Regions from separate parts of the Hordeum vulgare genome. Here all the other regions are linked to region 1. Evidence: chromatin contacts called from public Hi-C and HiChIP or PLAC-seq data. All regions are on one chromosome and are shown on one strand. Each heading gives the region's core, a stretch centred on a gene start, on an enhancer-like site or on the middle of the called end of the contact. The rest is flanking DNA. Distances are from core to core; before and after follow the strand shown. Region 1 holds the start of LOC123407834 (chaperone protein dnaJ 16-like). Region 2 holds the start of LOC123412052 (protein CREG1). Region 3 holds the start of LOC123411211 (putative DNA glycosylase At3g47830).

Region 1 (4,238 bases), core at 627-3,126:
AGCTAATCCTAATTGCCACGTGCTCCCTCTACTTCTCTCTAGATCTGTTTCTCCTCTAGTCTAGTTCGACGGTGCTTAGGCGAAGCCCTACTGGATTAGTTCACCACCACCACCACCACGCCCCCGTGCTGAAGAACTCATCTACCTCTCCGCCCCTCTTGCTGGATCAAGAAGGTGGGGCTCGTCATTGAGTTGTACGTGTGCTGAACGCGGAGGTGTCGTCCGTTCGGCACTAGAGCGGGATGGATCGTGATGGGGATTGCGGGACGGATCATGATGAGATCGCGGGACGTGTTGTGATTTGGATCGTGAAGATGTTACAGTACATCAACCGCGTTATATACGCTTCCGCTTAGCGATCTACAAGGGTATGTAGATTCACTCTCCCCTCTCGTAGATGATCATCACCATGGATAGGTACTGCGTGTGCGTAGGAATTTTTTTGTTTCCCATGCAACATTGCCCAACAGGCTCATGGCCCATCATTTGGCGGGCCGGCTCATGAGGGAAGACGTGAAGATTCTCCCTCGCCCAAAGTTAGTAGGAGGTGGAATAAGACACGAGTTGTAATACGACCCGGACTCTGTTGTAATTGTAGGACCTCCACCTAAGGGGAGCCCGTGTGGTAGAAGGACATGTGAGAAATCTTCGAGAGCTGGGTAGCGATTGTGCACTCTTGTAATCGAGATCATCATCAATAAACACCAAAAGTAGTATGTAGGCTTTTACCTCCATCAGAGAGGCCGAACCTGGGCAAACTCGCGTCTCTCGATTCCAATCAACCCCATTCAAGCCGCCACTTAGTTGGAACGGCCTCACACCTAAGCCCTTTCACGAGGACAACTGTCGTGACAAAACCACGACAATAACAGTGTGAGACTCTACCACCGACTCGTGCTGAAAGATCATCGTGTTCCACTGCTGTTGCCGCCACACATCCAATGAGAGCTAACGGCGACCACGTGGCTTTCGCGCATCCCGCTCCCTTCAAAGGTTGATGGTTCAAGGTTCCCCCCGCGAGCCACGACATGGGATGACAGTGGCAGCCATTTGCACAAAGGAGAGAGCATGTTGGAGAAGGGGCGGGGGGGGGGGGGGGGGTGAAAGGGTTTACAATTTTACATTGTTACCATCCAAACATGAGTTGGTATTGGTGGGTTTGGTTGGATTCCAAGTGCCAAATACATCAACATCTAACACGCTAGAATTTGACACCGGAACTTAACAGCAATGTCGCGCGTCAAGGGACACAAAGTATCTGCCCGCGAGCACATACCGACCTCAACGAACGTTAAACCAAGAAATGGTATTCTTTTTTTTCTTAAAAAAAATCTGTTTTCATGGCAAACATTGTCAAATGTTTCAAGCGTTTCCTGGTCCCAAAAGCATTTTGGAGCGCTGCTTTTCTTCTTTGCCACTACTTCCTCAAATGTCATTCCACGTTGAAACTTTGCAAGCACCCGAAACATTCAACATTGTTTGCCACAACTTTTTTTGTTACCATCTTGTCCGAATTTACTGTTCAAGGCAGGTGCATATGTGCTCACGAACAGAAGAGGACTTTTAAAAAGAAAAGGAAAAACTCGAAGCTGGAGATCTTGCCGGCGGGCACCAAAACGTCGGCCGGCCGGCCGGCCGGCGCCCGCCTTAACTAGCCGCTATCCCGGGGTACCCTGGCCCAACTGCCGTTCACGTGCAGGAGCAGCCGACGGCCGCACGAGGCCCAGCACCACCGGTTAACCGCCAGCCAGAGCCAACGCTCGGCTCAGTCAGTCCAGCCTGCGGATGCACCAACCCCACTGAGCGCCGGGCCCCGCAGCGAGGCGCACCAAATAATATGATGACGCCACCTCCCCCACCCACCCACCTCACTCTCTCTCCTCGTTTTGCCGGCCTCCCTCGTCCCTCACCTCGCCACCTCGCCCCGCCTTCCATTTCGAATCCCGCACGGCCGACGTCCCGCCGCAGCGACGGGGACGGGGCTGTGACCCTATCCCGCCGCGCCGCCTCCCCTTCCGTCCGGCCGGCCGCTCGCGGCGCGCGCGTCGGGCGGGGCGTGTAACCGGCACGTTCTGCGGGGGCGAGATCTCACCGCCCGCGCGTGCCGTGGCTGGGATTGCGGGGGGTTTGAAAGCGGTTGGCGGCGGCGGAAGAGGAGGAGGAGGGCCGCGGCCATGGCGGGGTCGAGGTTCGGGTCGTTCAAGTCGGACAAGGGGGACTCGGCCGCGGCGGCGGCGGCGCCGCCGCAGAGGAAGGACCCGTACGAGGTGCTCGGGGTGGCCCGCACCGCCACCGACCAGGAGATCAAGAGCGCCTTCCGCCGCATGGCGCTCAAGTAAGGCCGTCCGCCGGCTCCGTCTCAGATTCGGGCTGTCCTCGTGCTGCTGCTGCTGTTTTTTTTTTCCTTCGCCGGTGTGGCCGTGTCCGTGTTTAGGTGGTAGGTTTCGTTCGTATGTGCGCGGAAAAGTGCGCATTTTGGACATCATTCAGACACCTTTGCCGCTTTGCGTGTGTTTCAGGTACGTATTAGCTAGGGTAGTAGTATTGCCAGGATAAGGATGGGAATGAATAAACGTTAGACAGCCATAGATCTTCTGCCTTTGGGTTTCCTTCTTATCCTGGCTAATACCTGCAGTGTGCTTATTAGTGAAGTTTTTAGCTACGTCTGTCACCAATTGCGTGTCACCTCTGCGGCTGGGGGGCCATTTTTTTTCTTCTTTCTAAACGTTGGTTGGTGCATGTAGTGGTAGCTTGATGTAGAAATGAAGTACTGATTTCAGTGTTGTTGTTACTGGTAAACTTCATCAGGTACCACCCGGATAAGAATGCCGATGACCCTGTCGCATCAGAAATGTTCCAGGAAGTCACGTTTTCTTACAGCATTCTGTCGGATCCCCATAAGAGGCGGCAGTACGACACGTCAGGGTTCGAGGTAATCAGCTGATGAACTGGTGTGTGATAACCATTTTGTCTGAGCATGGTATGGCAACTGTTGCACTATGTTTCAGGCCATCGAAACTGATAGCCAGGAATTAGAGCTGGACCTATCCAGTCTCAATACCGTAAACACCATGTTCGCAGCTATTTTCAGGTAAACTTTCTAAAAGGTACATTTTTCCTCCAGTATTTTGCTAGCCTCTGCCTTGCTGTTGTTTTGATTTTGTGCACATATATGCAGCAAGCTTGGTGTACCAATTAAGACAACTGTTTCAGCAACCGTTTTGGAAGAAGCATTAAATGGGTCTATTGTGGTTTCCCAGCTCCAGCTAGGAAACGCTGTGCGCAAGAAGGTTGGCAACTAGCTGTCCATTATGTGATGTTTCTTTTCCGTGTTAGTAATAAGACTTAAGTTGTTGCATGTGTCCAGGTGGAAAAGCAAACAGCTCATTTTTACTCTGTAGACATCACAGAACAGGAAGCTAAGAAGGGGCTAGTTTGTCGTGTGCATTCAACTGACAAAAGCAAATTTAAGGTTGGTTTTCAGAAGCAAATTACCTTTCCCATTATGTCCTCTGTTTAAGTCACTCAATGGATGTGTATGTTTTTGTTTGCTTTTGAATTATGTTCTCTAGCTGTTTACCTGTCTGTCTTCCTACATCTCCTACATTTCTTATGTGTTTAACAATTACTGTTTCTGTCTTACATAGAGTAATCAGAATTTATGGTAGACTACTGATTTGCATTTTATGTATGCCATCAAATTTTTGGTAGGTTTATTTGACCAGGCTGTAATGATATTTCCATGAAATAATTTCTGATTAGCACTAGCCAAGTACTAGTTTGGTAGTGTTGGTTGGTGGATTGGATGCAAATGCAATATTTATATGTGTAGTAATTACTTTCTTGGATCCAAAATTTAAATCTTTTAGGACATGACACAATTTTCAAGATGGTAGTTAGACCATAAATTTCTGTGCAAATGTGTTGCCAGAAAAGATTATTGTACATTACGAAAATATGTTTTCGTCACTAGTAAAAAAAATCTTCATAGATAATCAAACTTAGAAATGTTCGGCTGATAAGGTTCTAAATGGATCTGCATTTTGGATCGGAGGAAGTATCTCACCAATCTTGATCCTGGTATGCGTGCACCAAATTTGGACCAATTGTTTTTAGGAGTACCATGTCCTGTTAGACAATTTTTTCGGTGATATGTGAGATTTTTGTTCAAACTTCTTATTTGCGTGTCGTGGAATAAAAATATGTAGGTTTGTAGGTTAAGAATGTATGGTTTTCTG
Region 2 (4,238 bases), core at 1,289-3,788, 800 kb before region 1:
ACTACAAGATCATCAAAGCTTGGACTTGTGTCAAAAACCATAGCATCTTACCCTTCATCGTCATTTCCATTCATAAATGACGCCTTGTCCAAATAATGAACATTTATGAGCCTATCCATCTAAGAACAATGAAAACAATAAAGTCATCCATAGGTCATGCAATTCAAATGGATCAAAAACATACTTTATGCGCATATTGGATAAATAACTTATATTCATTCCATTCAATCAAGAAAACACATGGTCATATGTAATCCATAGTCATAACCTTAACCCTAACCCTAACCCCTAACATGACCACTAATCCCAGCACTAGATCTAGGTACCACCAACAATGCTAGACACACACAATACATATCCAAAACACAAACATAACCCTAAATGGATCATATTCATTAACTTCATCACAAAATTGAGAAAATGCTAGGGTTTGCAAGCAAGTGAGCAAACCAACCACAATAGATTATTTCAACCAACCAAAAAGAGGGGAGTTGCAGAGATACCTTGGGTGATGAAAATGCTCCAAATCCACCGGTAGAATCTCAAGCAAATGAGTGGGATCTAGTTGGTGTTTGGGTGGGGGAGAGATAAGAGAAAGGGGCTGAGCTCGGGGGAAGAAAATGAATGAGGGTGAATGGGTGGATGGGGGGCCCACCCACTCACCCCACACATCCTTACCCGCCTCACGAGCCTACCGCTAGGGTCCTTGGCAGTAGGTGTAGGTACCCCACCGCTAGGGGGTCTAGCGGTAGGCCATTTTCCACGTCAGCGCTAGCTAACGGGCCGTCTGCCACCATCACCCTACCACCGAGGTCTCTGGCGATAGGGTGTGCTAGGCTACAACGATGCCCTCCGACGCTAGGCAAAAGGGTCAGATCCTGAAATTTTTGACAAACGAGGCCAGATCCTGCTAAACTTGTCGAAAAGGGTCAAAACACAAAATTTAGCCTCTCTACCCACCATGTATTAGGCGCAAGAATAGGAGACAAAGGTTGACAGTGAACTGACATAAAGGAATCCCAAAACGCAGTTGGACGGCAAGGATACCGTCCTACCACACGCTTGTCCTCCCAAACTTTGCAATTACGGGGCGTTTCTAGTTGAAGCATGACTACTACATCCAGCCCGATTAGAAACCTTCAAGCCCGTATGGCCGTCTCTCAATCCAAAATCATATTTTAGCCCAGGTAGGAACTCATGACGTTGTTCATCATTATTTTTCATGAATTTAACTCCACATAGAAAAGATGCTACAATGCTTATACATGTTTGATGTATATATGGCCATACATGATGATTTTTTTTTTGGAAAAGGTATTTGTCGAGTGTTGCATGTCGTTCAATCATCCCCTAGCTACACCCTTGGTTGTATTCCATACTTTCAAGTGATATTGAATGCATGGAGACGACCTTTTCTGAACAAAATATGATCCCATGAACCACTATCTTGTGAATATTTTTGTGGAGGGGGGTGTATCTTGTGAATACTAAATGTAATTTTAAACTAGCCAAAGGAGTCTTGACATATTTTGGAAATTTAATGAAAATCAAATTTTATCACAAACATTGTAACTCGACATGAGATTACAAACCTAAAACAATACTTGTAAGAACTGCTCAATTTTTCACAAAAAAGAAGAAGTGTTCAGTTTGTATTCAATGTATATTCAAAATTATCTTGTTCATATGAACTTGCCATTAAATGCCTTTGACTAGTATACAATTGGAAGAGAAATGAGGGAGGCCCCCAAAGATGCCCTTGGAAAAATCTATATGTTAATCATTGTGTCAACTTATCGATGATTTATCCATCGCGTGTATAGTGGGCCAGGGCCCACTAACAAAGCGAGGCAAGACAATATTTTTTTCGTTTGTTGGCTACCATTGTTTTGGAACGCTTTTTCAGGGGGTCTTTAAGTCTTCTTCGGGGTTTGTTTATTTTCCTTTCTCCATCAGTTTTTCTTTATATATTTTTCTCCTTTTTTATCAATTCCCTTTTCATTTTATTTACGAAATTTATATAATTTACACCAAATTTAGAAAATGTTCATTATTTTTAAAAATCATCCAACACAACATATTTGTGTATTTTTTAAAACAAACTTGAAAACACGCAAAAAAAATAAAGAATATGAAATACAAATAGGAAACACTTCAGCTAGCAAATCTGGGCTCAGCTCCCACTGTTCTAAAACCCATGTAATTTAACACACCCAAAACAAGCCGACGGTACATACCTTCACCGATCTCTTCTTTGGCCCATCCCTTCAAAAGACAAATTTAGGCTCTGTACAAAAATTTACTGTTCATGTATTGTTTGGATCTAATTTATCTTTTTTCTGAGAGCTACTTGTATGTCCAAATAATCTAAAATTTAGAGCGCACCTTACGCATTAAATTATCTACCATGCATTTTTTAAAAGTTCTTTGATTTTCTGGTTTTTTTGTAAAAATATATTTTAACTGAGTGCAGGCTCAGAAATGAATATTCCCCATCTCGATCCCTTTTCCAGGCCCCCATGCTGCATAAAAAACAGACAGACCAAAAGTTCCACACTCATACGCATGAGTAAATGCAGCCCATCCATCCTGATCGTGTATTCTGTTCGTCCTCCTTATCTTCTGCAACGGGAAACGGCCTACAAAACGTCGCCGTCGAGCAGGGCAGCGAGTCCCACTCCCGCACGACAGGACAACCGAGCCACACGGAGAGAATCATGCGTTCCCCTGCCGGCCTCGCCGCCGCCCTCCCCCTCCTCCTGCTCGCGCTCCTGCTGCCGGCCCCCGCCGTCGCCGGCCGCCCCCTCGTCGCCGGCAACCGCAAGCCCGCCCCGTCCGAGGCCGCGGCCACCGCCAGGTGGCTCGCCGCGCAGAACACCTGGGGCGTCCTCAGGTTCCCCCCACCTACCAAATACCACCCACCTTCTCTCTCTGATCCCCTGTATGGTAACCGAGTTCTTTGGCAACACGCGGTTTTGATCGAATTGGCTCTTGCCAGTTCAGAATTGCAGTTGGGCAGGGTGTCCACTGAACCGCAGTTGAAGTACGAGTTAGTAATTGCTCGAGGCCTAGTTTGGAAAATTGCTGCGCTACTTTGGAGAATCGGAGTCCTTTGTAGAGCGTCTGAGACGCTGAATTGGCGCTCAGGCGTCAGACACCCAAGTACCCAATTAACTCGGGTATTCCAGAATTTGAGGGGTAGAATCTGGCACGAACCAAGCGATGCTAGGCTGAAAGAATACCAGACAGGTTTCGGTGTTTGTTACGCTGAGTTCAGTATGTGTAACGTACTGCCCACCTTCTAGTTTTTAGGTTTTACAAACAACTAGCTTGAACCACATGCTCTGCTGGGAAGTAATCAAAATAACTCCAATCATGTGACAACTCAATCCCCATAGTCCATACAATAAATTGATGGTCACAACTCACAGTGAATCGACTCCGAAATAATAATAAAAACCAGAAAACTAAGCAACTAAGAAACAGCGCTACTGTAAGTATAGAATCATATTACATGTTTAGAACCACCAAAAGCTGGAGATCATAGCAAGATAGTTCCACTTGCCCATAGATAGGTTATTTTAGGTGGCTTGCAACCGGAACATCACCGCCATCTCCAGTATGTGTATAAGGAAAGATATCTTAGAACTGGGATTTAACAGACTTTTAGGTTGGTTCTTGCTATGATTGTGATACTTCAGTATCGCATTATTAGTGTGTATTTGACTGCGGCACTCACTAATGCTTTGCCATTTTCTTTGCAGCACAATATCAAGTGATCTAAGTGGCGCTCCGTTTGGGTAATTCCTAATTCACGCACTTTGGCTAATCGTGAATGCTTTGTCTTGAGTATTGACTGATTGTTGAACTAGTTCCATGCTTATTCTGCACACAGCAATGTAGTTTCATATAGTGACGGGGTACCAGGTGAGAGCCATGGTATTCCGTACTTTTATCTGACTACTCTGGATCCCACTGCAAGAGATGCATTGGAGGATGAAAGGACGTCCTTTACCCTTAGTGAGTTCCCTCTTGGCACCTGTGGGAAGGTTGATCCTGAAAACCCAACATGTGCAAAACTTACTCTTACCGGAAAGGTAATAACAACATACATACATCATAAGATGATTGCTCACTTTCTGTTTATGTCCCTGTTACATATTTGCTTAACTTTGGCAGAATTTCAATGCTCTATTTCTGGTTTCTATCTTCACACTTAATACTAGGCTTGTTGTAGT
Region 3 (4,238 bases), core at 438-2,937, 640 kb before region 1:
GTTTATACGTACCATTCCTCTTTTCCTTGTTCTGCTAATTGAAACATTCTGAGATGTCATGCCCGTCTCTCTTGCAATATCTGCAAGATTGCTTCTTGTCTCTGGATTGCGACCGACCCTTCTGGCCGTTCTTACTTTTGCCACGGTTTTCATTATGTGAGTTCTTCTCCTCTGTCCTGCCACGAACAGATAATCCCTCGGCTTGGGATGAACTTGAACCATCATGAGGCACCATCAATTTCATCTTCTCCTTAGAGTTCAAAGCTTCATAAACTTCATTAAGCGTGAGAGTATCATGGCTGTATAATATGGTGTCTCAAAAATTGGTATAAGAACTTGGCAGTGAACAAAGTAACATTAAAGAAGTATCTTCCTCGTCATACTTAACCTCCATTGCAGCTAGATCAGATATGATCTCTTTAAATTCTGAAATATGATTCAAAACATTACCTTCCTCGGGTAACCTATGCATGAATAATTTTTGCTTCAGATATGTCTTGCTGGTGAGATCTTTCATCATGCAAATCCCTTCCAGCTTTAACCATAGAGCGACCGCAGTTTTCTTGCTCAAAACTTCTTGCAAAATATTATTATGCAAATGGAGTTGAATTTGTAACAAAGCTTTACAGTCCCTTCTTTTCTCCTCAGCAGTCCAATCCTCAATTATATTCTTCCCAAAACTATCCAGTGCATCATCGCAGTCGGCATGCACCAACAACGCCCGCATCTTGACTTGCCATAGGGTAAACCTTGTGTCACGGTCCAACAGCGAAAGATCGTACCCGATGGATGAATCTGTATACACAAAGTAGTGCAAGCCGGCAGATTTTTTTTTTTAAGAATTAATTTGGGGAACAAAGAACTAGTAGAATAATAGCACCTGGTAGTACTGGGGAGCTGGCGAACAAAAAAGAACTAAACTAGTACTAGCCTCGCGTGGAGTAGTACTAGTAGCAGATTAGATCAAATCAGGTTTACACCCTGAGTCTTGATCCATGTGATCCCACGTGGAGTAGTAGCAGAAACTTTGCTTGATGGATGGTGCTTTGCGGCTGGGAAGTAGCAGCAGCAGCGACGCGTAATCTCTTCGGGAGCACAGCAGACAGCGGCGGCTTCAGCTGTACGCAGCAACAGCGCGCGACCGATGTTTTTTTGGGACTGCAACGCCTCGGTATGGACGGACCCAGCGGAACACAACAGAAATTTGTAGGATGGCGCAGCAGCGGTAATCCTGTTGGTCTCGGATCGCCAGAGACGCGTGCGGCGGCGCACACGTCGGAACCCTAATATCTCTTGATCTAAAATCTCGTATACAAAACCATAGCTATATATACCACTTGTTAAATAAAACGAGATAAACGAGATACGAGAGACACGAATTTTTACGTAAAAACCCTTACGGGGAAAAACAACGAACGCACGAAGGCGCAATCATTATGAGGATGGAGTATTACAAGCACGAGACGACATGCCATCTTTAGGTGCGACTACATGGAGTATATATGTGGTGCATGAGAGTCCTTGAAGGACAAGTAAACGAACCCATACTGTTTACACCACGTCTAGTTCAATATAATAGAATTTGGATAACAATTTAACAGCGGGCCGTACCGGGCCGGCCGGCCAGGACTGCTCCAGGCTTGGCAGTTCTCTCACGTCCACATCAACTCAAGCCCAAAACCGGCCCACGCACGTCCCACTTGCCCTTCCCCACCACCCGCATCGCCGGCGACCGCTGCCTCCAGGACGCAGCCGACAAGATGACCCGGAAGCCCAGGCGGAAGCTGCCGGCCTCGCCGTCGAGGCGCGACTCTCCTCTGGAGCCCTACCATGGCCACGCCCCCCCCTCCGCCGCGCAATGCCTGGCCGTCCGCGACGCCCTCCTCGCCTTCCACGGCTTCCCGGACGAGTTCGCGCCCTTCCGCCTCCTCCGCCTCGGCCTCTCGCCGGAGGACGAGGGCGACCAGCCGGCCCCGCGTCCGACCGTCCTCGACGGGCTCGTCACCACCCTCCTCTCGCAGAACACCACGGACGCCATCTCCCGCCGCGCATTCGCCTCCCTCAAGGCCGCCTTCCCCTCCTGGGACCAGGTAAGGTAGCAGCGAATCCTCGATGGCTGACTACCCCCCTTCCCGAGGCTTCTAGAAGCTCCCGCACCTAACATTATCTTTCATTGTTCCGTTTTGGAGGTGGTGGACGAGGAGGGGATGGGGCTGGAGGACGCCATCCGGTGTGGGGGCCTGGCGGCGACGAAGGCGGCGAGGATCCGGGCGATGCTGAGGGGCGTGAGGGAGAAGAGGGGCGCGATTTGCCTTGAGTACCTGCGGGATCTGTCCGTCGATGAGGTGAAGAGGGAGCTCTCGCAGTTCAAAGGGATTGGGCCCAAGACTGTGAGTTACCACATCTCTTTCTTGTTGTTTCACTGCAGTGAACTTTCTGTTCTGGTTGTTGGGGGTTTGCGAAGTTACAATTTCATGATAAAGTAAGAAGGCAGTGCTTTTGGTTTGTTGTAAAAGATGAAAGCTAGGAACAGGTAGTTTGACTGAGAGTAGTTACCTCATGAGAGTCACGACACGAGATACTGATTAGAAGGCAATGCAGGTTATGGCTGCGGGTTCTTTTTGCATTGGCTGTGATTGACTAATGCTGTGGCTGGCGTTAGCCGTCAACTACAATTTTAGCCTTCCAAGCAGAGATTCTTCAAAGTTCTTATATATGGAGTACAATGGTTGCAAACCTGCTCATCGATTTAAGCCTTTGATAGTTTGGCTGACACAGCAAAAACACAAACAGCCTTGTTCAAAGTAAATGAAGAAGGGTTCGTAATTGTAAATGTTTGTACAACTTTCTGTATGCTGCTTAGTTAGTTGTTTAACCATATATTTTTGGTTGTTTGATTTCTGGATAATGCGAGGCCATTGGAGTAAGCAAGCATCTGACTGATGGCATTTACTCCCTCCGTTCCAAAATATAAGACCTTTTAGGTATTTTACTAGGAGACTACATACGAAGCAAAATGAGTGAATCTATACTCTAAAATATGTCTATGTACATCCGTATGTAGTTTATAGTACAATCTCTAAAAGGTCTTATATTTAGGAACGGAGGGAGTATATAACTATGCATGTTATTGACAGGTGGCATGTGTCCTGATGTTCTATCTTCAGAAGGACGACTTTCCAGTAGATACTCATGTAAGTGAATCTTTATTGGTGAACTTTTCAGCTCTGAGCATTAGTTCAAACGTGCATCACATATGTGTGATAACTGGGTAACACATATATCTGTGATAGGTACTCCGCATTACAAAGGCTCTTGGTTGGGTTCCTCCAACAGCTACTAGAGAGAAGGCATACATTCATATGAATAATAAGATTCCTGATGATTTGAAGTTTGACTTGAATTGTCTATTTGTTACTCATGGGAAGCTTTGTCAATCATGTACGATAAAGTTAGGAGTCCAGAAACCCAAGGATGTCAAGGCTGTTTGTCCCTTAGCAAGCTACTGTTGTATCAAAGAAGAAAATCAGGAATAGCCAAGGTAAGCTATTTTCTCTCGTTTCGAAGCAATATGATAAATGTTGTATACCAAATATAATGTGCACCACACAGTTATTTTTGAAGGAGAACTTTGATGGATGGCACTACTTGATAAATCTATCTTAAAATAAACCGTACAGAATGCCTACAAGGCTAAAAATAAACTCAATAAAAGGGCCAAGTCCTAAAGTAAGAAAAATGTATAACTGAAACATGCTACGTCAGAAAGCAAATCCTGGATTTTGGCGGAGTGGAAGATGAAACTTCTCAAGCTACTGCCTTGTTACAGGAACTCAATGCAGGCAAAATATAAAGGCAAGCTAGTGTCAGTGAAATAGGACAGTCCTATAAGACAGCATTCAAACAAGATAAAGCCGTACTCAACCATCAAAGATAGAAGCGTGGTACAAGGGCAGAGTAGGTGAAAGGTGTGTGGTGCTAGTTAAATGCAATTTGAAAAGACCTCACACCAACTATCATTAAACAGCAAGAAGAAATGACCTGGTACCAACTAGCAGCACTAAAAGAACTGGCGCTTAATGTTGGCATGTTAATAGGTGACGATCGAGACCTTAAACAGAAAAGCAAGATGTATCCAAATGTAGGTGTCTGGAACGACTTCTAAAACGATAGCATTCCCGTACAGAAGGAGCACTAATTTCAGATTAACAAGCTTTGCATTCAAAGTTACTGAGTGT

Evidence for each region. Hi-C and Micro-C count contacts between places; a contact is called where the count stands out from the background. HiChIP or PLAC-seq counts read pairs in DNA pulled down with a chosen protein or histone mark.
Region 2: a contact with region 1 is called in an H3K4me3 HiChIP or PLAC-seq map of embryo, with 8 times the contacts expected there. The contact joins the promoter of LOC123412052 here to the promoter of LOC123407834 in region 1. A contact is called at or near these places in 1 of 6 Hi-C or Micro-C datasets (seedling) and 1 of 1 datasets of contacts at active chromatin or transcription factors (embryo).
Region 3: a contact with region 1 is called in a Hi-C map of seedling, with 5 times the contacts expected there. The contact joins the promoter of LOC123411211 here to the promoter of LOC123407834 in region 1. A contact is called at or near these places in 4 of 6 Hi-C or Micro-C datasets (leaf and seedling) and 1 of 1 datasets of contacts at active chromatin or transcription factors (embryo).

The regions. Positions count from the first base shown.
Region 1 is chr7H:100,789,752-100,793,989 of MorexV3_pseudomolecules_assembly, reverse strand. LOC123407834 (chaperone protein dnaJ 16-like) reads left to right here and starts at 1,876. Exons shown (of 12, transcript XM_045101062.1): 1 at 1,876-2,335; 2 at 2,809-2,932; 3 at 3,009-3,091; 4 at 3,179-3,290; 5 at 3,368-3,472. The coding sequence starts at 2,175.
Region 2 is chr7H:101,595,128-101,599,365 of MorexV3_pseudomolecules_assembly, reverse strand. LOC123412052 (protein CREG1) reads left to right here and starts at 2,538. Exons shown (of 6, transcript XM_045105006.1): 1 at 2,538-2,893; 2 at 3,765-3,800; 3 at 3,896-4,097. The coding sequence starts at 2,574.
Region 3 is chr7H:101,431,084-101,435,321 of MorexV3_pseudomolecules_assembly, reverse strand. LOC123411211 (putative DNA glycosylase At3g47830) reads left to right here and starts at 1,687. Exons shown (of 5, transcript XM_045104154.1): 1 at 1,687-2,090; 2 at 2,190-2,390; 3 at 3,138-3,194; 4 at 3,294-3,541. The coding sequence starts at 1,761. The coding sequence ends at 3,536.